6 separate regions of the Mus musculus genome follow, and regions 1, 2, 4, 5 and 6 are each linked to region 3. The links are chromatin contacts, called in public ChIA-PET, HiCAR-type, HiChIP or PLAC-seq and promoter capture Hi-C maps. All regions are on one chromosome and are shown on one strand. Each heading gives the region's core, a stretch centred on a gene start, on an enhancer-like site or on the middle of the called end of the contact. The rest is flanking DNA. Distances are from core to core; before and after follow the strand shown. Region 1 holds the start of Rtf1 (RTF1, Paf1/RNA polymerase II complex component). Region 2 holds the start of Itpka (inositol 1,4,5-trisphosphate 3-kinase A). Region 3 holds the start of Ganc (glucosidase, alpha; neutral C). Region 4 holds the start of Rpap1 (RNA polymerase II associated protein 1). Region 5 overlaps Ubr1 (ubiquitin protein ligase E3 component n-recognin 1). Region 6 has its middle 9.3 kb from the start of Tgm7.

Region 1 (4,359 bases), core at 202-2,701, 730 kb before region 3:
TTGCTTTTAATGATGAATATTAAACCTAGAGCCTTACATATGCTTGTAAGCACTACTACTGAGCTATATCCAATACTTTATTTCTTCTTATTCCTCCTCCTCCTTCACCTTCTTCTTCCTCCTCTTGCATTTCAAGACAGGATTTCTACGTACAACAGCTCTTGCTGTTCTGAAACTTGATTTGTAGACAGGCTGGCCTGGAATGCAGAGATCTGCCCACCTCTGCCTTTCAAGTCCTGAGATTAAAGGCATGGGCCACCATTGCCTGGTATTTATTTATATATTGATTGATCGACTAAGACAGGGTCTTAGCCTTGGACTCATTATGCAGACTTAGGCAGGCCTTGAACTTGTGTTCCTTATGTTCTTCCTGTCTTAACCTTCCAAGTATCTAAAAATATGGGTTTATAATTACCACACCTGGCAAGGGATGTGATGTGTACTGTAGTTGAGCTGAGAAAAATAACTTAGAGAGTCAAAGTGGGATAGTAAGAAAGCAAGACCTCATCAACTTAGTCGAGAAAGATTTGAATTCTAAAGTTGTCTATCAGAATGAGTGAACCAGTGCGTTCTAAGACTTGAGAACAACTTCAAATTGTAACTGTTAATACTCCCTAATATAAACCCTGCTGCACATAAATAATATATAAAAATGCATTCCCAGCGTTGACCTTTTTGTCAGATGACTTCAAATTCAACGACATAAAACATTTCCTATACAGCCCTCTTCCCTTCCAAACCTCTGTCATATTTTCTTGACAAAGCTCACACTCATCTTCCTAAATCAGAATCTGAAACCTCTGCCTCCTCTGCGCCCCAACTAGCAAATAATTCAGAACCCATCTATTTCTCTATTCTCATTCTCTTCCAGTGTTGAAGTCACTGTCGTTCCTTACCAAAGACCCAGGACACTCAAGCGAGTTTGAAACTACTTAGCATAGCTCATTAAATTACTGCTTTCTTCCCGGGCCACCTCTCTGCTCATCCCACACCCCGACACCTGGTCCTTCCCTACAATGAATCTGAGTTCTCCGATTATCGCTGGAATAGTCTTCCCTAGTTTTTGGGTCGCATTTAGGCTGTCACTAATAACAGCCCAGGCAGGCGGACTCTGGCTCCTCCACCCAAGCTCTCAGCAATTTCCAGGGGCTGTCGACTATGCGGGTGGTCCCTGAGGCCGCATTCCAGGGCTGGAGATGGATGAGTTTCCTCAGAGTGGACCCTGGTCCGGAGGCTCAAATTCGCTTCAAGTAGGGAACTCCTGGGCAGCCTACAACTCCAACACTGCAGAAGCTTCCGGACAGCTAGATCAGGGAGCGTTGGTCCGGAACCCTCGGGCGCGTGGCTCCGCCCCTCGCGCTGCGTCGGAGGTGGGGCGGGGCGGGGCGCCAGGCGCCGGCGAACGGCGTGCGCCAGGCGGGGGGCGGGGCTAGGGGCGGAGCGGAGCGCGCATGCGCGGTCGCCTTTGTGTGGGTCGAGCGGCGGCGGTGGCGGCGGCGGTGGCGGCGGCGGCAGTGGCGGTCCCACTGGCAGGCGGGCAAGAGGGGAGTCAGGGCGGCGTCCGGCGTGGAAGCCGGGGGACCACCATGGTAAAGAAGCGGAAAGGCCGTGTCGTGATCGACTCGGATACGGAAGACAGCGGCAGTGACGAGAACCTGGATCAGGTGAGGGCAGGCCGCGGAGGCGCGGGCCGGCAGAGCGGGAGGGCTCAGTCCTGGCCACGGGAGCTGGGAGTCGCCCGGCCCGAGCGCCCGGCCAGCCTGGTGTCCGTCCCGCTACTGTAGTCCCTTCCTGTCTCCCCGCTGAATCTTAGGCCCTTGGAGCCCGGGCCAGGCCTGGAGACAGAGCCCCGAGGACTTGGCGCCTTGGGCCGGGAGGCGGGGCAGGGAATTGGGCTGATGGGCCTCGGGGTTTGGGGTACTGAAGGGGGCCGCTGTCTGCTTGGGCCGGATCGGGACGTCATGACTGCAGGCAGGGAGATTCGGGCTGGGCGAGATAGGAAGTATCGCCCGCCAACCCCAATGGCTGAGAGATTTTGGAGGAGGTGCAAGGGTGAGCATGGGGCGGTGGGAGGGAAAATTTGTCTAGAAGGTGTGGACTCTGGAAGGTGAAGTTTTTCAGACCAGGCATGTGGACATAGGAGAGACACCCATACATGTCCCGAAGAGCTTTCGTGGTGCTTGGGGTGGGGGGGAGACTATGATCATTTACGGTCGAAATGGGTTCTCGTTGGGATGTCTGACAAAAAACTCTTTGGAGGAGGAGAGAGGGCAGATAACTGGAAGTTTGAATTGTAGGGCAGCAGAGAGAGACTGTGTTCCAAGCGCTCAGCCTCTTTTATGCAGCAGCATAGAATTCTTTTTCACTTGAAGATCTGAGAAGTACTGAAAGTAACTTGTGGCTTTAGCGTCTTGGAGTACCCGGCATTGCTTCTGTACTTTAAAAAAACACTGCAGGGAGGAAGCTGTTTGTGTAGTAGTACTCTGATGGTATCAGGAGATGATTTCCTCCATGTTTCATGAGTAAATGACATAAAGGAAGGGTAGGAAGCTTTATAAATGGAGTAGATTGAGTACTAAACTCAGAATCTGTAATTCTGATTCCTAATTTCTTTCTAGCCATTTACCTTTGGTTTCCACTGTAAAATGGACATATAATATCAGCCTCATGTATTGAATTGGACAGTTGCATAAAACAAATGTTTATAATAAAAAATGTTGGTATAAACTACAAAGTATTTGTATAAAAGGCTTCTTGGGAGTCCTTAGTAATAGACTAGAGGTCTCAGGTTTAATTAGGACTTGAAAAGGGAGGGCTTGCCTGGTCTACAAAATGAGTCCAGGACAGAGAAACCCTGTCTCAAACAAACACCTCAAAAACAAAAGAAAGAAAAGGGAGGGCTCTTATGAGGGAAGAACTTGTAAGGTTTAAAGAACAAGATGCGCACACACACATTACCTTTTGACACAGGATCTCAAACTATAGCCTGGTCTATCATTGAATTAAACCAGTTCTCCTACCTTGTCCTCTTAAGTACAGGGGGTTACAGACATGGGTCACCACACCTGCCTTAAGAAAGGAATAAAAAAGAGAGAGAAAGAAAGAGAGAAAGTAATGGATACCTTTAAAAAGGTGGCAGGGAAGTAGGAAAGTAATGGGGCTAGTAGAAGGACTAAGGACAGGGACCCCTGTATAGGGATAGGAATTAAGTGAATAAATTGAAGGCATGTTCATTGAAAGACTCCTAAAAATCTACTAAAATATGTCTTGCTATCTATAAAAGTTTTGTTGATAAGTTTTTAGACTGGTAGAAACATTAGAGTCTCTATCGTACCCCCTCCCCTCTGTTTGCTGGTCTGTGGAGTGTAGATGTGAAGTGCTCAATTTACATTGTCACATTTTCAAGTCATGGTCAGTTGACCTTATTTTTTCCACTTTACATTTACAAGAAAACAAGATTAAAGAAGTTAAAGCAATTCACTAGTAAGTAGTAAAATTGGAATTTAACCCATTTACATCCATAATGTTTCTACCACATCAGGTTAGTATAGTCTTTTAGTTTTACACAATGCAAAATGAAAAAAAGTGCGCTTTTAAAAAATTATCATTTTGATTTGTTTCTTTTTTAAAAAGATTTCTTTTTTTTGATGTGTATGAATGTCTTTCCTTCATGTGTATATCTGGACCATGTGTGTGCCTGTTGCCCACTGCCCACAGAAGCCAGAAGAGGGTATTAGACTCCCTGGAACTGGCCTTACAGTTATGAGCTGTCATGTGGGTACTGGGAACCCAGGTCTTCTGCAAACAGCAAGTTCTTGTAACAGCCAAACCATCTCTCCAGAACCTTGGTTTGTTTATGAGGAAGGATCTTGCTGTGAAGTCCATGCTGGGTTTGAACTTAAAAATTCTCCTGCCCCAGCGTCCAGAATGCTGTGATTGCAGACTTGAAGCATCACTACATCCAGCTTCGTGCCCAGCTAGAGAATAATGTTTCACAGCTAATTTCCATGTTACTAAAACTCGGGTTTTTAAGGTACACTAAATAAGTTATCAAATCAGTTAGAAAGTGTTTGGGGTGGGCTGGGGTGGAGAGATGACTCAGCGGTTAAGAGCACTGACTGCTCTTCCAAAGGTCCTGAGTTCAAGTCCCAGCCACATGGTGGCTCACAACTATCCATAATGAGATTTGACGCCCTCTTCTGGTGCTGTCTGAAGACAGCTACAGTGTACTCATATGCATAAAATAAATAAATAAATCTTTAAAGGTTATTAAAATAAATAAATCTTTAAAGATTTTATTTATTTTTATTTATATGAGCACCCTGTAGCTGTCTTCAGACACACCAGAAGAGGGCATCA
Region 2 (4,401 bases), core at 673-3,172, 660 kb before region 3:
TTCTTTGGTTCCTGCTAAACTTGGGTGAGGACGTGATACAAGAAAAATAATTGTTCTGGGATTTCTCTCAGCTGCTAGGCTAGACCTTCAGCCTACTAGTCCAGCATTGTCCACACACTGCCTGGCACACAGGTACCCAGTAACATGCTCCCTCCTCCCTCTTCCTATTTTCCTCTGTCAGGTCCCAGTCTACCCTCTGAGATTCCCTGCTACAAGCTGGCATAGCTCTGGGCTCAAACACTCAGACATGCACACCTCTGCCCCAGAAAACGTTTCCAGGAGTCCATGCTGTTTCTTCACTTCTCCAAGGAGGAAGCAAGTGTTCAGACTGTGGTTTCCTTTCTCTTTTGCTTTCATTCCTCCCACACACCTCCTCCTCCTCCTCCTTTTTTTTTTTTTTTTTTAATTCCAAAATCTATACAGAAGCTGAGTGGCAGCTGCAGGCACTGTGATGACCTGGGCTGTCAAAGCCTCCCCATTACTCTGGCATGCAGTTGGAGATCCCATGGCTACAAGCAGCCACCGCCCCTGGAAACACCCCCCCCCAACTTCTCCCTTTATCAGTCAGTCATCTAGAGATCTTCTCTCTTTGCGAAAGGTTCTCCTCCTCCCTCTTAACTTCTGGCTGAAGAGAGAAAAGGCAAGTCTCATACTTAACCCTGGGCTTGCCCCAGCAATCCCAGGGTTGTTGTTCTAGGTGTTCCATGACAGGACCCTCAATTCTTTTAGGGGAAGGCAGACAAGTCTGGCTTCTGCTCACAGTAGCCTTGAAGTTCAGCTGAGCACCTGCAAGCAGAGGCCAGAGACCCATTCAGAGATGACAAGAAGGATTTCCAGTGTCTGAACTTCTACATCGGTGTTCTCTTTTCAGTATGCAGCCATAACTCTAGGCCGTGTGAAGTTTTTCTTCTGTTTACAGATAGGGAGATGGATAGAAGGAGTGAGCCAAGATAGGGTGGCCCGAGACACTGGCTGTCTATTACAACACTAAAAAACACTCGCATTTTTGGAGCACCAAGACTTTTTCGTTCCTTTCATGCTGGGCATGGAATCCAGTTCTAGTCGCGTACTACGCAAGTGCTCTACCGCTGAGCTACGCACTCAACACCCATCTCTAAAATTTTACTCTCAGAGCAACCCTGCAGCTCCGCGACGAAGGAGATTCAGCAGTTCAGAGAGGCGAAAGGACTCCTTTTGAAACCACAAAGCTCCAAAGGGGCAGGAGGGGGAGGAGGAGAAGAAACAGCTAGTGGGGGGCTGGAGAGGGGCGGTGGAAATGCAGGCCACCACCGGCTGTGATACTTGGAGAGAGTCAGACTCCGCCTCTTGACCTTGTTCTCTGCCCGCTGGGAAGTGGAGAGCTTCGAGGGGTGGGGGTGGGGAGCAGTCTCAGCTCGACCCTGGCCACAGACTCTAGTTGGGCACACTCCTTGAGGTGTGGCTTCCTTGGGTGGCTGACGGCCTTGAACTCCGAATTAAGGGGCCCAGGCCAGAGAAAAGCCCCAGAGACTCAAAAGACTTTGACCAGGAAGGTTGGAACACGGAAAGGAGCCCGAGGAAGCGAGTGAAAGAATGGGCACAGCTTCTTCCTGTGCAGATTAAGACCTCTGGTTCCCATTGAAGGAATCCCTCAAAAGCCGCGGGAGGGCACTGGGCTCAGGTGCGGGGCAGGTCCCTTCTGCCACCTTGAGGGCAGGTCTAGAGATAAGGCGGGGGCCGGACCTGGGACTTCCACGTTACACTCGGGACACTGCAAGCCTCCTGCAGCAGCGAGGGCCCCCGGAGGCCCGCGCTTTCTCAGAAAGTGAAAGGAGTGGGCGGGGGGCGCGGCCGGGGCGGGGCGCGGCCGGGCGGGCGTTGCCGAGGCTCCGCCCCGGGGCAGTCCCAAGCCCGGGGCGCTGAGCGTCTACAGTCCCCGCCGCGCCGCGGGCTGGTGGGCTCGGCTGCGGCTCCGGTGCCGGGAGATGACCCTGCCCGGGCGCCCGACGGGCATGGCGCGGCCACGGGGCGCGGGGCCCTGCAGCCCCGGGCTGGAGAGGGCTCCGCGCCGGAGCGTCGGGGAGCTGCGCCTGCTCTTCGAAGCGCGCTGCGCCGCAGTCGCCGCTGCAGCAGCCGCAGGGGAGCCCCGGGCCCGCGGGGCCAAGCGGCGTGGGGGACAAGTGCCCAACGGGCTCCCGCGTGCTGCCCCTGCCCCGGTGATCCCTCAGCTCACTGTGACAAGCGAGGAGGATGTGACCCCGGCCAGCCCAGGGCCGCCAGACCAGGAGGGGAACTGGCTCCCAGCTGCGGGGTCGCACCTGCAGCAGCCACGCCGCCTCTCCACCTCGTCCCTCTCCTCCACCGGCTCCTCGTCGCTGCTCGAGGACTCGGAGGACGATCTGCTGAGCGACAGTGAGAGCAGGAGCCGCGGCAACGTGCAGCTGGAAACCAGCGAGGACGTGGGGCAGGTACGGGCCGCGGGGGCGGGGCCAGCGGGGGCTGCGCGCCGGGGACTCCGCTCTCTGCTCTGCTCTGACCGGCTTGCGTTCCCCGCCGAGAGCCCAAGCGGGGGACAGGGGGCATGGGGGCGGAGAGGGAGCCCAGGACGACCTCTCGCCTTGGTTCTTTTTCGGGGGCTAGGCAGGCGATGGTAACTGAGTGCCTGGGCGTCTAAAGGAGGTTGAGGAGTACGCGACCCACGGAGCGGGAGCCGGCGGGTCGGCTGGCGTACCTGGGTAACTGTCAGGTAGGGCTGGAGAGATCAGAGCGGGGTAGCCTTGCCCCGGGAGCCCTGAGAGAAAAAGGGGCGCGTGAGCTTTTCCCTCTCCTCCCCCTCTCGGTGCCGCGGCCCCACCCCCGCCGTTGCCACGGTTTCCCTCTCTTGAGTGGGAGTGGAGCGGAGCTCCTGGCTCTGCTCCGGAGCCGCTGCCGTCTGCTCCCCGCGCGCGCACGAGGCGTGGATGCGGGAAGGGAGGGGCGCAGGGCTAGAACCGAGCGGAACCAAGATCCACCTGCTGCGTCCCCCCTCCTCGCCCTGGCCTACTGCTCCTAAGTGTCCTGGGAAAGGTAAACTGAGGCTGACAAGAGCTTGCTAGTCTCTGTATGGCAATGTGAATGTTCCCGGGCCAATTTAACCGGCAGCTATCACCAGCCAGTGTGAGGTGAAGTCATTATTCGTGGTATGGCCCTCCTTGACTGGAGGTTGAACTCAGGGCCTCAAACACAGTAGGCAAGCACAACCACCACTGAGCTACATCCTAGCCCTCTTTTCTTGACACTAAATTGCCAAGTTACAGTGAAACACAGTCTATAGCCTATTCGGGCCTTGAACCTGCGATCCTCTTGTGTCAGTAATCTCCCTTGTTTTAACCATGGCCAGATAACTAAACTAACTGCCTGTGGACTGTGCAGCGTTGCTCTAGATGCATTTTACGCAAGCGTTCCTCGAGTGGAAAGAGAGAGAGAAAAAAACCGGGAACGCCCCGCTCTGCCCTGAAGGCCGCGTCCTGGCGACTTCGAGAGTAAGACGCGCGCCCAGGTTGCCTAGACACCTTGAGAAGAGCGCCGAGGTGTGGCCTGGGCCTTCTGGAACCTGGCATCCCTGCACACTAGGATTGGACCGAGGGAGGCAGTGTAACGACTCGAAGTGGCACTGTGACTCAGAGACTTGCAATACAAAAGAGAAAAGAGGGTGGGGGACTCACAGCAAGGATGTCGTCCCCCCACTTCCCGTCATCAGGTGTAGGTGCGGGGGCTCAGTCACGAGTCCTCTGTGCCTTTCGTCCTGACACCGTACGATCCGGTACGGTGGTCGTTCTTGGGGCGACTCTAGACTAGGTACTGAGGCGAATGTCGCCGAGGCCGAGGCTTCCCCAATACTGTGACTTGTGAGCAGTGGGAGGACCTCTGAAGAACCTGTACCGTAGATCTGCCACTCCCCTGCTCTAATCTCTGACACGGAGAGGCGGGCCCCTGTGAAGGGCGCGACCGGTGAGAGCTGGGAGGACCCGGGCTAGGGCGCAGGCACACCCGCTTCCCTGTTCCGCCCGCCAGGACCCCCTAATTGCTCAGGGAGAGGCTGTGTGGAGGAGGACTTGCAGTCTAAATCTGGGTCCAGTGTAGGTAGCTCCGGCAGGGGTCAGGACATCCAAGAGAAGCCCAAGCTAGCTGTTCCCTGCAAATCATCTTCCTTTCCCACCCTGGGTCTCCTCCGGGAGGCTGCAGGAGCGGTCCAGATGGCCTCTCAGGGACCTTTCAAACTCCCAGGTTGTCTCCCAGGCTTCCCAACCCCCCCGCCCGCCGGGGCCTCCCCGAAGGCAAACAGCTCCGGAGCTGCAGATAAGCCTGGAGCTGTTGACAGAGGCTGCCTGCGTCTGCGTGGAAGGGCCGGGAGCGGACTTTGCCTCACAGCAGGCCCCACAG
Region 3 (4,370 bases), core at 398-2,897:
ATAGGACTTATAAATTAAATATTTTTATCTAAACAGTGCCAGGTTATTAAAGTTCTGGACTTAAAAATACATTAAGGGGCTAGGGAGATGGCTTTGTTGGTAAGATGCCTGCCTGTCACAGCAAGCATCAGCACCTGAGTTCAGATTCCTAGCATCCATGTAAAAATCCATGCCTGTAATTCCAGTGCCAAAGAAGCGGGCAAGAAGATCCCTGAGGCTGGCTGGTCAGCCAGTCTAGCCAAACCTCAAGCTCCAAGTTCAAGGAGAGAGTCCTTGTCTCAAAAAACAGGGCTGACAGCAACTGAGGAAGACACAAGTAACTGACCTCTGACCTTCACACACATGCATACATGTTCCTACATGCACACAAATGCGCGCGCGCACACAGAAGCAAACTAGGGTAGAGAATAATTTTCTAAGTTTAAAAGATCCGAATAACTCAATGAAGTTTAGAAACTCACATTTCAGTAAGATGGTAGTATTTCTGAAAAGAATCTTTCCAAAATTAAAATAACCTTTCCCCTGAAAAGATAAAGGGAAGATAATTAACATCAGGGCATTTCGATTTTCAAGGCAGAATATGAATACCTACATTTATAAAATATTCAAAATTTTCTTAATCAAAAAGACAGTAACAACATTTTCTTTAGTGAAAGTCAGTCATATCCTAACTATTGGCTCTTGCCGCTCCCTACAGGCCACAGAGCAGGGACTCTTGAGTGGGAGGCTGCTACAAATTTCAACCTAACTTCAAAGTGGCTTGAGCTGGACAGTTCCTTTTTTACTCACGAATCATCCCTCAGAACAACCGACTTTTGAATAAACTTTCAGCAGTTTTACTTTTACATGTAAAAGGACTTAACTATTAATCATTTCAGTAACAAACAGAAAACTACAACTCAAAGCCCAAAACCCTTTACCAACATGAATACAACCTGTAATATTTGCCATATAAATGTACAGTGAACAGGACAAAAAAAAAAAAAAGGCAAAAAGGTCAACGAAATGGCTAATGGTTTTTAAAGCAGTTCTCACCAAAATCTGGTTTTTCTGGTTCAAAGTACTGTACTAAGTCAAACGAGATTCTAAAATGGGTCGACTTATCAGTTAACTATCCAAACAAAAGACTATCCTTACTACACAACATTTTAGAATTGTTTCGTTTTGGCTATTCCCATGTTAAAATGCATTTTTGAATCTCCAAGTCCCCTAATCACAAAAGACGTTTCCAAGTTTAAACCAAATCAAAACCCTTCATCCGTAGGACTATTTTTACAAACACACACACACGAGTTAAAAATAAAGACTTCTATTCACATCTCCCTTTCATCCAGCCCTAGTACTGGATTTTGTAACATTCTAGCTGAAAGAGAAACTACTATCTCTCCCTGTGTATTAAGTTTCTCTCCTGTTCCATGCTTAAAGTTCTGTTACTTTCCCGGTAAGAACACGCTTGGCCCCTGACACTCCTCGCCTACAGCAAATAGCTCAGCTCTCAGCTCAGGGCAGGTGGGATCCCGTCGGCAGCTACACGGACGCTCTGGGTATTCCACTCACTTTGGGAACCCGACTTTCCAGAAATCTTCCTGGACCCCTTGGGCCACCGTAGCCCCACCTCTTACCCCCTTCAGGCTCAGTAGCGACCCCAACACTCACCGACGGCATCGGAATGTGCCACTTCGATCTATCTGCAGCAAACACGGGTGCCGGACCTGCACCAAGAAACGATAATGGGAACGGCTGCGCCCCTAAAAGAAGAAAAATAACAGGAGACACCTGAAGCCACGCAGCCACCGCCATCTTCACAGCCATGAAGCGCCTACCCAAAGTATTGAGCCTTCTTCCGGCTAGGTAGTTCCGCCTTCTTCCGGCTCGTCCCACCCTCTTCCGGCGCTACTTTGTGGGCGGGATTATCCGGGTCCTTGAAACTGTGCTTCTTCCCACAGACGCTCAGAGCGCCCCAGAAACTTTGAGTCTACTGCGCAGGCGTCCTCCTGTTTCCCTGCGATCGTGGCCTGGAGGTGAACTAGCAGAGTTTTGAGGTCTAGTGCTTCCCTCTGTTCTTCCAGCCCTTAAAGGAACTCAGTGCAGCGGCCAAGGCTTTGCTTTTCCTGCTTCTTCCCGCCCCTCATCCTTTCCAAGTCAAGGTCAGGCGCAGGCCAGACGTCTGTAGAAGCGCGCACACTGGATGCATGATTGACATCAAGTACTGAGTTCTCTGGCTGTCGAGCTGTGGCAACAGAGCCTGGAATGTGACGGGGCTGAAGTAGAAACGATTCATTAGCTCCAAAGTCCCTTTTGACCCTGAAAGACTGTGGGGCAGCTGCAGCATAGTTTGACAGGCGACATCAGCGTCCAGCAGTGATCCAGACTGTACTCCCCATTCGAAACTAAAAGTGAGGAGAGATCAGGTCAGCTTTCGGTATTGTAGAGTGACAGCCACTAAGACTGACCCTTATTGGTGGTGCTTCCTGTTTCTCACACTCTTAGATTTTAACCTCTAGGGCAGCGAGCACATCTCCGCCAATAAAAGCAAAGTTCATCAGCCACTCTCAACCTAGAAATATTTACCAAGTACTTTATCCCTGTAAAGACGCTGGTTTACGCTTGAGATAATACCAGATGAAAAAAAATTAAGATTGGCTTCTGCCCGAAGGGGACTCTTGACTGTGATGAAGTACGGGTTATAATTTAGCAAGCCTGCTTGTCACCGTTTTTTTAAAGATCGCCTGAGACTGTGGCCTGAGAGTTAGGAGTCAGGCAGAGTTAACATCCTTGTGCCATGGAAGCAGCTGAGAAAGAGGAAATCAGGTAAAGGGCAATTGCTCCCCCCAAGAACGGACTCCAAAAACAACCTTCTAGCTTTGATGGCTTCACTTAGGTTTTAAAGCACTTCCTTGAATGCTTGCTATTTGCTTCATCGTTCTTTATTGGTTCTGCGGGGATTTGGGTAATGTTAATAGCTAACCTCTCATAAAGTACTTTCAGGAGGATTAGATAAGTTTAACAGTGGAAAGGTTGCCTTCCAAACTCTTAAATGGATTTTTGAGCGGGCTGCCCCTCCCCAAGGCTCATTCAACTGGAAACGGAAGACAGCAAGGTCTCCTCATGTTTGCACACTGGATTAAAATAAACGGTGCCAAACCAGAGTTTAATGAGGGTATTTCTTTCTTTTTTTTCTTATTCTTTTTTTTTCTTTTTTCACTATAAAAGTTTCTTGGCATGACTAGGTGTGTTTTATCTCTCCCGACCTGTTTTTATAGTTTAGCTTCTTTCAAAATCATGAACTCACTAACTGCAGGTGCAGAAAGCCACACCTCTTCACCAAAGCGAGTGCTCCTCACCCTCCAACCCCCTTATAGCTTATAGTTGTTTTAACCAGAGAAAGGCTAGTCAAAATACATATAAATAGTAGTAATGTATATCTTCTTACATTTTATTCCAGATACAGTTCTGGAAACTTGATGTTAAAGAATATTAACCTATAGATTGTTGGAATCCTCTTAGCAGTTTTTCCTTCTTCTGTATTTGTTTCTATTCTGACTCTGGCACCTGCACATATCTTTTTTTAAAAGGATTCGGAGCCTTATCTTGCAGTTGTATGTTAGACTTTAATAGAACATTTAGGTACACTGTGTCTTCAGGTCTAAACTCTCTGGAAGTATATGTCCTGAAAATATTTTGCTCTTTAAATAGGAGAGTAAGTTGCTTGTTTGGCTTGGTTGAGAGTTCAGGTTTTGGTGTTGTGGCTATTATCTTAAAAGTGCCTTCCTCCTTTCCCATAGCCTTCAGACCACGCCTATGAAACTATTTTGTAATTCATGTTGGTAGTTTTACAAAAGGATATTGTTCTGCAGCTCACATTCTGTCACCCCATGAAGTCTTATGTTACAGCAGTGACACAGTTTTGGGTACAGAATAAGTTCCAAACATTTGTACCATCATTAGGGAAGGTACAAAAATTGAGCTCACAATTCTTATGTAAAATATATTTCTTTAAAATGTCTTCTGATTTAGTGTTGAAGATGAAGCAGTGGATAAAACTATTTTCAAAGACTGTGGCAAGATTGCATTCTACAGGTAAGTAAATACTTCACCCAGAAGGAATTCTCTACAGAATTCCCAAATTATTCCCACTAGGCTTTTGAGAACTGAGGGGATAAGGTCATACTCTCTAGGAAATCTAATATTTACTATTCAATTATTTAAATTGTGTTTTATTTTAAAATCCTAAGTACTTTTAAATAATTTTAAATGTGTGTCCTCTCAAAGATAATTAACTTAGTTGATTTGAAACTCACATAGAAAGAAATAGATTAAAATTATTACTCCTACCTCTGCTTTTTCATCCTAGTTCTCTTCTCCCTTTA
Region 4 (4,402 bases), core at 731-3,230, 620 kb before region 3:
ACAGTTGAATTCAAAGCCAGCCCCCAAGGCTACATAGTTAGCTCCAGGTATAGGAGGTGTGTGTGTGTGTGTGTGTGTGTGTGTGTGAGCGAGGGTGTGCACATGTGCTGGTTTGAGTAGTCAAGTGTAGATCAGTGGCAGAGTGCTTGCCTAGCATGCATAAGACCTTGGTTTCTGTTGGGACCTAGGTAAAATATTAAGGCCCAGGTAACTGTTACCTGGATAGCTTGGCATTATAAGGAAACCTTCTCATATGTTTCTGCTGTTGCCAGAAACTTTCTAATGTCAAGATTGATGATATATTCTGTTATGTTCTGTGCCCTTTGAAACCAATCAAGACAGAAGTCAGAAGAACTCCTCGCTTGGACCCAAACCAACCACCCAACAGCACTTTCTACACCTTTGTATGAGCTTTTATGGTGTAAGTTGCCTTGGGGATGATCCCCAACATAAAAGAGACACTTGTGGGCTGGTGAGATGGCTCAGTGGGTAAGAGCACCCGACTGCTCTTCCGAAGGTCCGAAGTTCAAATCCCAGCAACCACATGGTGGCTCACAACCATCCGTAACGAGATCTGACGCCCTCTTCTGGAGTGTCTGAAGACAGCTACAGTGTACTTACATATAATAAATAAATAAATAAATAAATCTTTAAAAAAAAAAAAAGAGACACTTGTACCAGTATAAGAAACTATTTGGAATAATACTTCCATCTTGAGTAGTGGTCAAGTCAAGTTTACTTGGCACAAAGAGACATGTACTTGCGTAATTGACCTCCTAATTGGCAAGTTAAGACACATGAATGTTAGACAAGTCCCATCCCAGTAGACAAGTTAAGACCTGAATATTAGATAAGGCAAGTCCCCTGCCACAGTTGAATACCCCAACCAATAGGAACACAGTGAGTGGTGTACAACAAAGACATGTTCCCAAGGAAATCCTCCATCCCTAAATCCTGAATAACTTGGCACAGATGTTTGTGGATTTGGGGCCTAAAAATCCTGTAGGATCTTAATTCAAGGGGTATGGTCCAGTTCCCAAATCTGGACCATGGAATTTGGTCAAGTCATGGAATATATGCTCACTAAACTATCCCTGTCTGAGATTGGTGTTTGTGAGACGATTCCCGAACCCCAGTAGTTTCACTGCCCAGTAAATACACACACAAACACGGGGCTGTGACGGGTTGTTTAACAGCAACATTAGAAACCTAAGTCAGAAATAAAATACTAGCTCCACTACTTACTAGTGTAAAATTAGGCAAATTATTTAAGCTATTCCAAATTAAGTTTCAAGCCTGTAAAATGCACAAGGCTGAGACAGACTAATCCCAGCATTTGGGAAGTGGAGGCAGGAAGATAAGGCGTTTCAATTCAACCTGGGATACAGGAAACCTTTCAAAACAACAGCAAGTTATTACTGCATGCAGCGTGCCTTCCACAGTATCTGTTATATAAATAAACTTCAGTGAATGAAAACAGCAAGTCCCATGCTACATAAAGAAGCAAATGTACTCCCCCACAAACTCCAGGGGGGGGATTTGTCTAAAATCAATTAGTGCTAAAAGTTACGCCTTGAATTATAATAAGGATAATTCCGACAGATAACCTCTAAAGCGAAGGAAAACTAACAATGGATTTACTGGGTTTTGGAATAGCCTCTTACATCGCAGCCTATCGGCGACACGACCAATCCAGAGATTGCACCTCAGGCTCTAGTTAAGCATCCTGGATCGCCCGCGTCTGCAACCAAGAGACAGCTCGTGAGGCTCGAAATGAAGAGCTGTACCCGAGGTTTAGGTAACACAAGCTACTTCTGTGCAAAGACTCCCAAGCAGGTATGATAAAGTAACCAGACACCTTGCTTCTGGGTTCTCCACCTGAGTAACTTGATCGGGGTCTCTGCAAACAGCAACCTACTCCAACCAAACCCGCCTGGGCGCCGCCATCTTGGCCGTGCGGACTGGCACTTCCGCCGCCTCTAGAGTTCGGCTTCCGCCGAGCAGCCCCGCCTGCCGCGCTGTGGCTCGCCCGGGAGCTCGAGGGCTCCCAGCTCAGCGTTGTGTCTCTGAACCTCAAGCGGCGAAGCCTGCGGCGACTAATCTTTCTTTACACAGACGCTGGGAACACACGCGTTTGATGTAATGCAGACCCAGGTCTTTCCACAGCACGGCAGATGTAAAAACTTGCACAAACGTCCTTCTGCACTCAACACCGTGCTTAACTGCGTCCTGTATTCCCGCTCCACTCCCCGCACTCAGCATACAAAAGTCTGCACACAAACCAATGCGATCTCCCCAGTGTGCTTTTAGACGAGCGAGAAGGTAACTGTGAGAGGGAGATCCAAAGAAAGCAACTCTCCCAGAGAGCACTGTAAGAATTGGGTGTTAGTGAGAAGACTAAAGAAACTGGTTGTCATCAAGGTTACCCGCTTCCTAAGCATCTTCCCTTCGTTTATGTCAGTCTCTCCTCTTGGGAATTCAACCCCCTTCCCTGCCGTCCCTTCCCACAAAGTTTATCCCCTTTAAGGTCTAGCCAGAATCAACTTTGATAAAACAACAACAACAAAACAAAACAAAACTTTACCAATCAGTTCTGCCCCCTGAACTTCTAAACTTGGATGGTCTGAAACCCAAGCACTTGCACTAACCACTTGTATGGAGCAGACTGCTGCAATTAGTAGTTACCTTTTCACAAGAGAAGTTCTTTCAGCCTTGTGATATGAAAGGCTTGAGTAATTCTGGCACTTGGGAGACTGATATTGGAGGATGACAGACTCAATGTCTACTTAGGTTACACAGTGAGACCCTGGTTTTTTTTTGTTTCATTTTGTTTGTTTTTACATTTTTCCAGTCAGGGTTTCTTTGTGCAGTCCTGGCTATCCTGGAACTCACTCTGTAGACCAGGCTGGCCTCAAATTCAGTCTCTTGAATTAAAGGTGTGTGCCATCACCTATGGGCAAAAACCTTTTTTTTTTTTAATTTTTATATTTATTTCCTTTTAAATATACACATTTACTTGGGAGGCAGAGGCAGGCAGATTTCTGAGTTCGAGGCCAGCATGGTCTACAAAGTGAGTTCCAGGACAGCCAGGGCTATACAGAGAAACCCTGTCTTTATAAACAAACAAACAAACAAACACATTTGCCTGCATGAATATTTGTGCATTATGTGTATGCCCTGAGAAGCAACAAGAGGGAGTTAGATCTCCAGGAACTGGAGTTACAGATGGTTGTGGTCCACCATGTGGGTGCTGGGAATTGAACTCTGAAAGAACAACAGGTGCTCATTTTTAAAAATGTTTTTTTATTTCTATTTATTAAATCTGTGTTTTGGGGGGCTGGAGAGATGGCTCAGCGGTTAAGAGCACTTACTGCTCTTCCGAAGGTTCTGAGTTCAAATCCCAGCAACCACATGGTGGCTTGCAACCATCCTTAATGACATCTGACTCCCTCCCCTGGTGTGTCTGAAGACAGCGACAATGTACTTACATATAAAATAAATAATAAATAAAATCTAAAAAAAAGAGTTTTTTAAAAAAATGTGTGTTTTGCTTGCATGTATGTATTTGTGCCACATGCATGTCTGGAGCCCAAGGAATTAAAATGAGGATGTCAAGACAGTATTGGATATCCTACAACTGCAGTTACAGATAGTTGTGAGCTACTGTGTGATGCTAAAAGCCAAGCAACACTGGTCCTTTGCAAGAGCAACAAGTGCTCTCAACTGATGAGACACCTCTGTTGCCCAGTGCCCTGTTTTGGCTAAATAAAAAGTCCTGTGCATGAGAAAGGACTGGTTAGACTGATTTCCCTGTGAGCATGGATCCTTGTCTTTTGCCTCCATTAATGTTCAGCAATCAATGTATCACTGTGCACATACTTATCCTTAGTAAATCATTGTTTGAGGCTAGCCCAGGATAGCCAATGTTAATTCAGAGGCTTAAAACTTTAGTAGGCATCAGAATTTACTGGTGAGAATTGTTACAACACATTGATGATGCTGGGCATAGTGATATGCACCAGTAATCCCAGCACTGGGAATGCAGAGGCAAGAAGATTGCTACGGCTCAAGGCTAGCCCAGGCTACTTAATGAAACCAAATCTCAATTTCAATCTGTCTCTGGCTGTCTCTGTCTCTGGCTGTCTGTCTCTCTCTGTCTCTGTCTCTCTCTGTCTCTTTCTGTCTGTTTCTCTCACATGTGTGTGAGTGTATGTATGTGAGCACACACACATACACACACACACACACACACACACACACACACACACACACACACACACACACTCACTTGTGCTTGCTAATGGTCCAGAATGGATTCAAATATATGTAATCCTTCAGGGAACCTCCAGGCCTCAGTCACATCTGTAAACTTCAGCTATTAGGGATTAGGCAGCCTTTTGAT
Region 5 (4,111 bases), core at 1,203-3,702, 540 kb after region 3:
CATACCAAAATAACAAAAACAAAAAAAACAAATAAATGTAATAAAAATACAATCAGCAGGACTTTATCAAATAGTTGAAATGTGCTAGTTATTATTTCTTAGAGACAAAACAAAAACCAAAAAAACCAAACCAACATTCATTAAAGGTTAAAAACAAAAGTCACGCAAGTCATGAGAACTATCACTTAAAATGTAGTCCAGAAAACAGCACCACCTTTGTAGAAACAGCTCTTGCACTCTAGTCGGGCAAACTGAGTAAGAATCTTCAATTCAACAACTCTTTGGATAATTTCAAATGTTCTGACTGACACAGGTTACATTTACATTTCTAGTTCATTCCCGAGTGCTGAGCTAACAATTAAGGATGCAAGGGGCAAGAGAAGGAAATGGAAAAGAAAAGGGTCTACAGCAAGACGGACAGGTAGCAAAAATAACAGCGAAAGGAAAGGATGGGGTGACTTGTTTTGATCTGCTACACTTTCCAGAAATGGGACACAGAAACCAGTTAAAATAATAAAAGGAACATTCCTTAATAGAAGCAAAGTTTAAATAAAAAATTTCGACTTTCTATTTCTTTTTGTTGTTGTTGTTGTTTTGTTTTTGTTTTTCGAGACAGGGTTTCTCTGTATAGCCTTGGCTGTCCTGGAACTCACTCTGTAGACCAGGCTGGCCTCGAACTCAGAAATTTGCTTGCCTCTGCCTCCCAAGTGCTGGGATTGAAGGCATGTGCCACCACGCCTGGCGACTTTCTATTTCTATATAAGTTAGAAATTAGGAAGCCACATACCCCATCAGATACCTTCCAGACTTGAGTGACAAAATCAAACTGGGGTTTGTCCTTTAGAACAAAACAGGTGTTAGTCCCTCCCTGTGAGACCTTACTGGGTGCATTGCGGTTGGGGGACTATGCTCACTTCATGACATACAAATGATTCTCCGGGTTCAGCAGAAAGGAACATTAATTCAGAAAAGACTTTGCAGCTATGATTGCTGTCTGCTTCTTCATGTCAAATAACAATTGAATTGTTTTTTTCTAAATGGACAAGGGGAGCTAGAGCCAAATAAGGAAAGCCACAAAAGGGACAAGATTTCAAGAAGTTTGCTAGTGCTCAGAAAAGGCTACTCAGAACTGGGATTCACTCTTAGAGAGCTAAACTTCCCTTAGGCAATGTCAACAGAGCACCACACACACACACACACACACACACACACACACACACACACACACACACACACCCCAAGGGGTTTGCTTTATATTTAGGTGTAGTCAGGTAAGTACAGTAAGTGGCTAGACTGCAGAGACCTAAAAGAACTTATAGATACGTCAGTATTTGTAGCAATTACTGATTTAAAAGCAGCTTTTGTGAAAAACTGAATTAACACATATATAGAAAATAAGGCATAACTGCAGAATGTATATTAAGAAGCAGAAAACAGGGCTTCGTGACTATTTCTTAAACTCCATTTCTGAGTACTGTTTTGGTTTCAGAACAGGTTTCATTGTTGTTTTCTATGCCCTCTGTGGGGATACATGATGTCCTAAAAGGACTACGAGCAGTACAGATAAATAACAGACAGGCTGAAACTCCAGGTCCACCACGCAGGAGCTCTGTAACCTACAAGTCACGATTACCTACTTTATAAGAATGCTGCAATATTCAAATAAAGTTAATATAAGCCAAGTTCTTTACCACATGAGAACTACTAACACATTTCACAGCGCCCGTTTGAGAGTGACCCGTGTTTTTGAGCAGGTTATTTAAGCTGTGTTAGTTTTGTCTAAAATAACTCAGTTATGAGACTATTGCAGTGACTACATTTTACCCTGTGAGGTAGACCATGGCTCATCAATGAATCAACACGGACATTTCAAATACAACCACTAGGAAGTTCTATTCTGAACAATGTGACTTACATACAGTTTGACAAAGGAACAGATCCGAATGGCCATGCTAATCACTACTGGGCTTACCCACCTTCAGTATTTATATTAGAGGTGTGATTTCCTAAATTTAACAATTTAGTAAACTCTAAAGAAAAAAACTTGTAGACACAATGACATTTTGAAATAAAAGATTTTGAGATAATCTTGAAAATCAAGAATTGGTAATATCAAGAATCTACTGTAGTTTCCAGAAATCTGTTCATTTATTTTTTCCAGGGCTGAGAATCAAACCCAGGGCTTTGGGTATTTTAGGCAAACACTCAACTACTGAATCTACTTAACTACTAAACTCCTCACCCCACTTTTTAAACAGACTAAATTATTTTTAAGTTGGACTAGAAGCCCATTTCTTTACGGTTGCGGGATATTTGATCATATTGTGAACTCTAAGACTGTTTACAAGAAAAACCTGTTTTCAGTTGTGGTGTGGCTCAACCTTAGCTCACACCTTTAATCCAAGAGCTTCCTCTTTGAATGTTGTACACAGGACTAAAAAGTCAACCATAGGTCAAGAGGTGGAGCAAACAACCAGATGACAGGAAGTGAACATAGGATTAATAAGAAAAACCATAGAAAGTAAGGGGAGGTCAAAAGGACCGATAGAGAGATGCACAGGAAATAGAAGGGAGGGTAGTTCAGCTTGAAGGAACTTTTTAGAGAGGGCCTGAGAGGAGATATTAGTTCTGGTATCAGCTGAGGAGGAAGGTGAGCTGGCTGCTTTCTCTGCCTTTCTGAGCTAGCAGGCTTTTACCCCAGATTTTGACTCCTGAGTTTTCATTGGTAAAATGGAGAGATTGAGAATGTTTTTAAAAAGCCAACCAACAACGTTTACCTTCCTTATTATGCACAGGCATTAGAAGTAGGTAAAACTTGTTTCCAGTCATATGTGACTGGGAGCATTAAAAAAATTGTGTGTGTGTGGCTGTGGAGGCCATGGAGCTGGAGTTCCGATTGCATGATGTGTGGGTGCTGGAAACCAAGCTTGGGTTCCTTGCAAGAGAAACAAATGCCCTTAATTGCTGAGCCATTTCTCCAGCCCCATCTTAGGGCTTTTTTAAAAACAGCAAACTAAGTACATATTTTATTCTAATATATGCTAAAAGAAGTTCTTTGATGTCCATGATTTATTAAATAGTTGATCTATCAGAATTTTTATAACATTCACCATTTCTAAAGTAAATGAAAATTTATTTTAATGATCAGAACAGTTCTATTATGTGATTCTAATTTTAGTTTAAGATTTTTTAAAATTATTTTTCAATGTGTATTGGGTGAGTGTGCATGTGTTTGCACACATGTCTGCAACTGCCTGTAAAGACCAGAGAGACAGTGAGATCCCTGGAGCTGGAGTTAAAGATGGTTTTGAGTCACCTGATGTGGGTAGTAGGAACTGAACCCAGATCTTCTGCAAGATTAGTATGTGCCCGTAAACACTGAATGATCTCTCTATCCTGCAAATTTTAGTTTGTTTGTTTTATTGAATGTATGACTGCTCTGTCTGCATGCCAGAAGAGGGCATCACATCCTTTTATAGATGGTCATAAGCTACCATACCATTGCTGGGAATTCAACTCAGGACCTCTGAAAGAGCAGTCAATGTTCTTGACCACTAAACCATCCCAGCAGCCCCAAATTTTAGTTTAAAACAAAATTCTCAGTCATCTTCAGGGAGAAAAATTTAATTAAGGGAACTCTGATGAGTATCAAAAGGCTGGTATATAGGTGAAAAGGAAAGTAAAAAGAAAAATAAACAGATTATTAGACACTAAGAGTATATGAGGGGGACAAAGTCATGAAGTGTGTAAGTGAAGGGCAAGTGCAAAGCGTGGAAGTTACAGTGTGGAGCTGCACGGTGACCCACATGCAGTGACGGGCCTGTCCTCAGTCCTCAGCGCCATCTTTATGCCATTGGGTTATACTCAGTAAGACTTTGCTGAAGACATTTACAGAAGTCTTGTGTTACTCATGGGAGACTGACTCCATTCCCTAGATACTTAAAACAATAAAGTATTTGCAAGTAACCCATATACATCACAGGCAATTTAATACCTATACAAAGCAAATGTTCTATAGACAGCTGTTAGACTACAGTGTTTTGAAATAAATCAAGGAAAAAAACTGCACAAGTTCAGTACAGAACCGATCATCTTTTATTACTTCTGAGTT
Region 6 (4,431 bases), core at 220-2,719, 720 kb after region 3:
TGAGGTACTAATGTGCAAGGGCCTTGGAACTATCTTGAGAGAATGGTTAAAAGTAATCAGATTTAAAAGTAAACCGGGGACCAGAGAGATGGCTCAGTGGCTAAGAGCACTTATTGCTCTTGTAAAGGACCTGGGTTCGATTCCCAGCACCCACATAATGGCTCACAACCATCTGTAACCCCAAATTCTGAGGCTCCAACAGGCACATGAGGTGCACATACATGCAATGCAAATGAAATATTCATAGGCACAAAGTAAATAAATAACAATTTAAAAAGTAAACTGATTCTAAACTGGACGTGGAAGAAAAGTAGGGGCAGAATTAAGCTGCTAGGTAGAGACAAAGTAGGGCCCTTGATTCCCCAGACATCCTGGCAACTGAAGACATTTTCCTATAGAGGAAACCAAGTGTTTTCTATAGTGGAGACAGTAATCTGTGAGAACCATGATTTTGGTTTTGAATGAGTGAGTTTGTTGAGTATATAACAAGCAAAAGTAAAAGAACAAATAATGAGTAGCAGATAGAAACAACAGATAGCCAGAAAAAAAAATCATCAAATCAGTTTTCTGTACCCAGCTGGGGTTACTGGCGTGTCCTGATTGAGTGGCAGACATCATGGAATATCCAGCAGAAACCAAGTGAAGTACAGTAGGTTACTCCACTGATGTAATGAGCCAATTCAAGTCAAATCAATAGTATAAATGCAGGTTTGTTGAGAGGCAGCTCTGGGGCGAGTTCTCCCATCTCACAGATGGAGGCCAATGGAGTCATAGGTCCAGGCTAAAGCAAGGGGATTTGACGGGTCCTAGGCTCAGGGTGATAATCTGTGAGCTAGAAGCTGGGGTTGTGCCTGTATAAGGTTAAAAAAAAAAAGCTGAGTTCCTGGGTGGGCATTTGTGAGTAAGTTTCTGGAAATGTGGACACCAGGAGAGATGGCATGTTAGCCTGGCATTTTCTCTTTGTGGGGGGGGGGGGTTGGAGGAAGAAGAACAAACCGTTTCTTAGCATGAACAGGGGATGAGCAAGGGTTCCAACCAACCAGAGAGGCTAAGGAATCCATCTAGAGTTCCCAACTGAACTTTCTCTGCATGGATGAGCTTCTCAAGGCTGAAATTCTGGCTTCTTTTTCCCACTGTAGACGTTTTTATGTCATGGAATAAAGAATAGTAATCTCCATTGAAAATGCTTTACAAGCAGAGGTTTGCAAGGAAACAATGTTTCCAATCTTGGGTTGTCAGAAGGGGGTCTCTGAGACAAACAGTCTTGGGTCTACACCTGTAGTGCTAACCCTGGTTCAGAACCAGCAGCTTCCCAGTGAGCGCAAACAACACATGACAATTTACCAATAAAATGGTGTATTGCAAGTAAGGAAAATTGAGCAACTTGACAATGTGGTAAAGAATGAGAGAACTGGCTGTAGACAAAGCTGCTTTAAAAACACAATGCAGTGGGCCTTGATCACAAGTGAACCTCAGGGAGTGGCAAGCCTTGAGCTTCCTTCCTGTTCTCCCCTTCCCCCATACTTCCTAGTCTATGCATCTGTGCCTGTAGGATTTGAAGAAGAGGGTGTATTATGCCTGACTTTTGACCTACCTTAACTCTAGCTGTGGCCTGATAGCACACTTTCATCAGGAATATCTCATATTTTACCTCAGGACTCTAATCTGCTAGACATTCACACCTGTTCAAACTTAGAAAGGAGAGGGTATTGGTGGAGCATAAAAATGTACTACTGTAAGAATTTAAGGCCAGGCTGGGTGATACAGGAAGATCCTGTCTCCCCCCAACCCCTCTAAAAACATCCACAAAAACAAATAAAGGAAATTAACACACACCCCTATGAGCAAACCTTAACCACTGGCATCCAAGATTTGTTGGTAAATACTCTTTCTGGTCTCTTTTAGGGAAGGCATTCTGAGCTGTGTTCTACCTGGCACCTCCAGGGTCCTCAGAGGACTGAACTTCATATGACCATAGCAGTGACCAGTGTGTTAGCACAATAACATAAACTTTATCTTAATAATTCTACAGTGTGTATATAAATGGAATCTAGTGCATTTAAAGCATTATACAGTTGCTGCTGTATCTACTTCTAGAGCATCTGCGCCTACAGGAACTGCATAGCCATTAAACTATCTCTTTCCATTCCTCACCTCACACCAGTCACAGGAAACCACCAATCTGTTGTCTAGATCTATGAACTTACTCCTTCAATACCACTAACAAATGGAATCATATAATACGTGCCTTACAGCATTAGTCCGTCATGAACAAAGTCACATCAGGCCCTCAAGGCAGTGACCTGGTGGTACAACCTGAAGCAGAAGCCATGAAAGAATGCTGCTTAATAGCCTGCCCCCCATGGCTTGCTCAGCATCCTTTATTACACAGCCCATGATCACTTGCTCAGAACTGGTACTGCTTGCTTTGAGTTAGGCTCTCCCATATCAATCATTGATCAAGAAGATACCCCACACACTTGCCCTCAGGCTAACCTGACAGAGACATTTTCTCAAATGATGTTCCCTCTTCCCACATGAACCTAGCCTGTGTCAAGTTGACCAAACAAAACAAAACAAAACAACAAAACTGTCATACCCATTTTTCAGATTTAAACAAATAAACAACTATCCAGAAAGATTATGTGACTTATGTGAATTAATTAATTAATTAATTGTATATGAGTAAACTGTAGCTGTACAGATGGTTGTGAGCCTTCATGTGGTTGTTGGGAATTGAATTTAGGACCTCTGCTCACTCTGATCAACCTTGCTCACTCCAATTGAGCCCCACTTGCTTGGTCTCTGCTTTCTCCGGCCCAAAGATTTATTTATTGTTTTACATAAGTACACTGTAGCTGTCTTCAGACGCACCAGAAGAGGGTGTCAGATCTCATTACGGGTGGTTTTGAGCCACCATGTGGTTGCTGGGATTTGAACTCAGGACCTTCGGAAGAGCAGTCGGTGCTCTTAACTGCTGAGCCATCTAGCTAGCCCAAGTTCAGGTTCTTAAATTGTCATCTTTTTATCTGCCATGTGGCTGTCTTGAAGGGCCTTACCCATTCTCCTCAAAAGATATGGTTCTCTGGCCTCCCTGTGTGACATCACTAAAGTAACGGTTTCTAATTGCCTTCTAAATACTCATGCTTATACTTAGAGATAAGTGCAGCTCTCATAAAAGACTTTTTTTTGCAGCAGACAGAGACTTGAAGAAAGATCCACAACTCATTGAGAACACAGAGGATGAGTGGCAGAGATGTGCCCAGTCCCACATGCCGCATCTATAACACACCTAAGGCTCAGGGAACATCATGGAAATGAGGGGTGTAAAGCCTGAGGACCAGGACTGTTGCGTGACAGTGTCCTCTGGGCAAGGGTACTGCTCCCAGGAACTTGCAACAATATGGCTGCCTGCACAAGACCCACAAAGAACATGCCAGCCAACCTGCCAACACGGACGAAGCAACATTCCCCAAGGCCTCGCCCTCAGATGAAGAGCTATAGGCCACCAGTGGCTGCTGAGAACCAGTGGTTGGTTTGTTGTTTTCTGTGCTGAGCGAGGTCTCAATCCTAAGTGGTCATCCCTAAACACATGCAAATAAGAGCGACACCGATAGGACTCCGTGAGTTACATGTATGACAAAAATGACTACAGAAGATCATAAAGTCAGGTTAGGGGCAGGACAGAGGACGACCTGAACAGGGAGGGACAGGTGGACACAATACAAACATGATACATTCATGAAATCCTCAAATCATAAACAAGGGAATATTGATAAAAAACAGAATGTATGAGAAAAGAACTGTTTCTCTCTGGTCAGCTTGCTGCTTTCCAAATATATCCTAACTAAAAAACTACAACAGCACACAGAGTACTTCTATGAACAGCTTTTTGTCTGTGACCAAAGACCCTTCTGATCTCTTGACAATGGAGTTTCCATCCCTGATCTCCATCCCAAGGCTCCAGGGTTCCTAAGTCCTTGTCACAGGCCCTGAGACTCCGCCAGCATCTGACAATTCCCAGCCTGTTGTGTGGCTCACCTGACGAATGAACCCAAGCAACTCCCAGGACAACTTTTAAGCCAGAAGAAAAGCATTCAGACTAGGTGATGGAAAGTTTATTCAGAACCTGACAAGAAATCAGGTTGAGATCATTATGTTTTCAGTGTTGTTAATGATTATTCTGGCTGGGATTTTTGTTGGTCGGAACAGACAGTGCAAAAATCATTATGGTAAGGTGTGGCTGCTTGCTAACCTAGGCTAACCAAACCCCTGTCCTGGGCAAGAGGCCAGGGCAGTTCTGGGCTGGATGGCTGTGCCACTGTCTCAGCCCTTACTGGAAGCTCCAGGCAAGCCATTTCTTTATTCTTGGACAATTGTTGTTTGGGGCTCAGAAAAAGAACTTTGTAACATCTACAGTTTGGTCTGGTT

The links. ChIA-PET counts read pairs in DNA pulled down with a chosen protein or histone mark. HiCAR-type assays count read pairs that join an accessible place to other places. HiChIP or PLAC-seq counts read pairs in DNA pulled down with a chosen protein or histone mark. Capture Hi-C pulls out chosen DNA fragments and counts their contacts.
Region 1: a promoter capture Hi-C map of liver shows a contact between it and region 3, with 3 times the contacts expected there. The contact joins the promoter of Rtf1 here to the promoter of Ganc in region 3. A contact is called at or near these places in 2 of 115 datasets of contacts at active chromatin or transcription factors (astrocytes and kidney) and 2 of 9 other capture datasets (adipose tissue and liver).
Region 2: a promoter capture Hi-C map of adipose tissue shows a contact between it and region 3, with 2.5 times the contacts expected there. The contact joins the promoter of Itpka here to the promoter of Ganc in region 3. A contact is called at or near these places in 5 of 39 promoter capture datasets (the 3T3-L1 cell line, hematopoietic stem and progenitor cells, hippocampal neurons and 1 more), 1 of 484 Hi-C or Micro-C datasets (embryonic stem cells), 2 of 115 datasets of contacts at active chromatin or transcription factors (bone marrow-derived macrophages and memory CD8 T cells) and 2 of 9 other capture datasets (adipose tissue and liver).
Region 4: a contact with region 3 is called in a HiCAR-type map of astrocytes, with 2.5 times the contacts expected there. The contact joins the promoter of Rpap1 here to the promoter of Ganc in region 3. A contact is called at or near these places in 2 of 115 datasets of contacts at active chromatin or transcription factors (astrocytes and bone marrow-derived macrophages) and 1 of 9 other capture datasets (adipose tissue).
Region 5: an RNA polymerase II ChIA-PET map of memory CD8 T cells shows a contact between it and region 3, with 5 read pairs. The contact joins the enhancer-like site here to the promoter of Ganc in region 3. A contact is called at or near these places in 7 of 39 promoter capture datasets (the C10 cell line, frontonasal cranial neural crest, hippocampal neurons and 3 more), 3 of 484 Hi-C or Micro-C datasets (adipose-derived mesenchymal stem cells and nephron progenitors), 10 of 115 datasets of contacts at active chromatin or transcription factors (the 230-238 cell line, the SCID.adh cell line, astrocytes and 6 more) and 3 of 9 other capture datasets (adipose tissue, liver and pancreatic islet).
Region 6: a contact with region 3 is called in an H3K4me3 HiChIP or PLAC-seq map of bone marrow-derived macrophages, with 4 times the contacts expected there. The contact joins the enhancer-like site here to the promoter of Ganc in region 3. A contact is called at or near these places in 9 of 39 promoter capture datasets (the 3T3-L1 cell line, the HPC-7 cell line, cranial neural crest and 6 more) and 2 of 115 datasets of contacts at active chromatin or transcription factors (astrocytes and bone marrow-derived macrophages).

Annotation. Positions count from the first base shown.
Region 1 is chr2:119,673,617-119,677,975 of GRCm38.p6, forward strand. Rtf1 (RTF1, Paf1/RNA polymerase II complex component) reads left to right here and starts at 1,452. Exons shown (of 18, transcript NM_030112.2): 1 at 1,452-1,664. The coding sequence starts at 1,452.
Region 2 is chr2:119,740,415-119,744,815 of GRCm38.p6, forward strand. It overlaps Itpka (inositol 1,4,5-trisphosphate 3-kinase A), which reads left to right and starts at 1,923. Exons shown (of 7, transcript NM_146125.2): 1 at 1,923-2,447. The coding sequence starts at 1,965. Gm25857 (a small nucleolar RNA gene) reads right to left here and starts at 542; the gene lies at 414-542.
Region 3 is chr2:120,402,249-120,406,618 of GRCm38.p6, forward strand. Ganc (glucosidase, alpha; neutral C) reads left to right here and starts at 1,648. Exons shown (of 24, transcript NM_172672.2): 1 at 1,648-2,811; 2 at 4,018-4,080. The coding sequence starts at 2,783. Tmem87a (transmembrane protein 87A) reads right to left here and starts at 1,868. Exons shown (of 20, transcript NM_001110496.1): 1 at 1,657-1,868; 2 at 462-522. The coding sequence starts at 1,812.
Region 4 is chr2:119,785,557-119,789,958 of GRCm38.p6, forward strand. It overlaps Rpap1 (RNA polymerase II associated protein 1), which reads right to left and starts at 1,981. Exons shown (of 25, transcript NM_001163701.1): 1 at 1,859-1,981.
Region 5 is chr2:120,936,674-120,940,784 of GRCm38.p6, forward strand. The region is part of intron 12 of Ubr1 (ubiquitin protein ligase E3 component n-recognin 1); the gene reads right to left. Among named protein-coding and RNA genes, the nearest start is that of Ubr1, 32 kb to the right of the region's middle. Within about 2 kb of position 2,453, at least 6 of the 459 cell types and tissues checked have an H3K27ac peak or open chromatin away from gene starts, as enhancers often do. A contact at or near this core is called in memory CD8 T cells, where this site is marked.
Region 6 is chr2:121,123,457-121,127,887 of GRCm38.p6, forward strand. No RefSeq gene overlaps it. Among named protein-coding and RNA genes, the nearest start is that of Tgm7, 9.3 kb to the left of the region's middle. Within about 2 kb of position 1,470, at least 9 of the 459 cell types and tissues checked have an H3K27ac peak or open chromatin away from gene starts, as enhancers often do. A contact at or near this core is called in the HPC-7 cell line and bone marrow-derived macrophages, where this site is marked.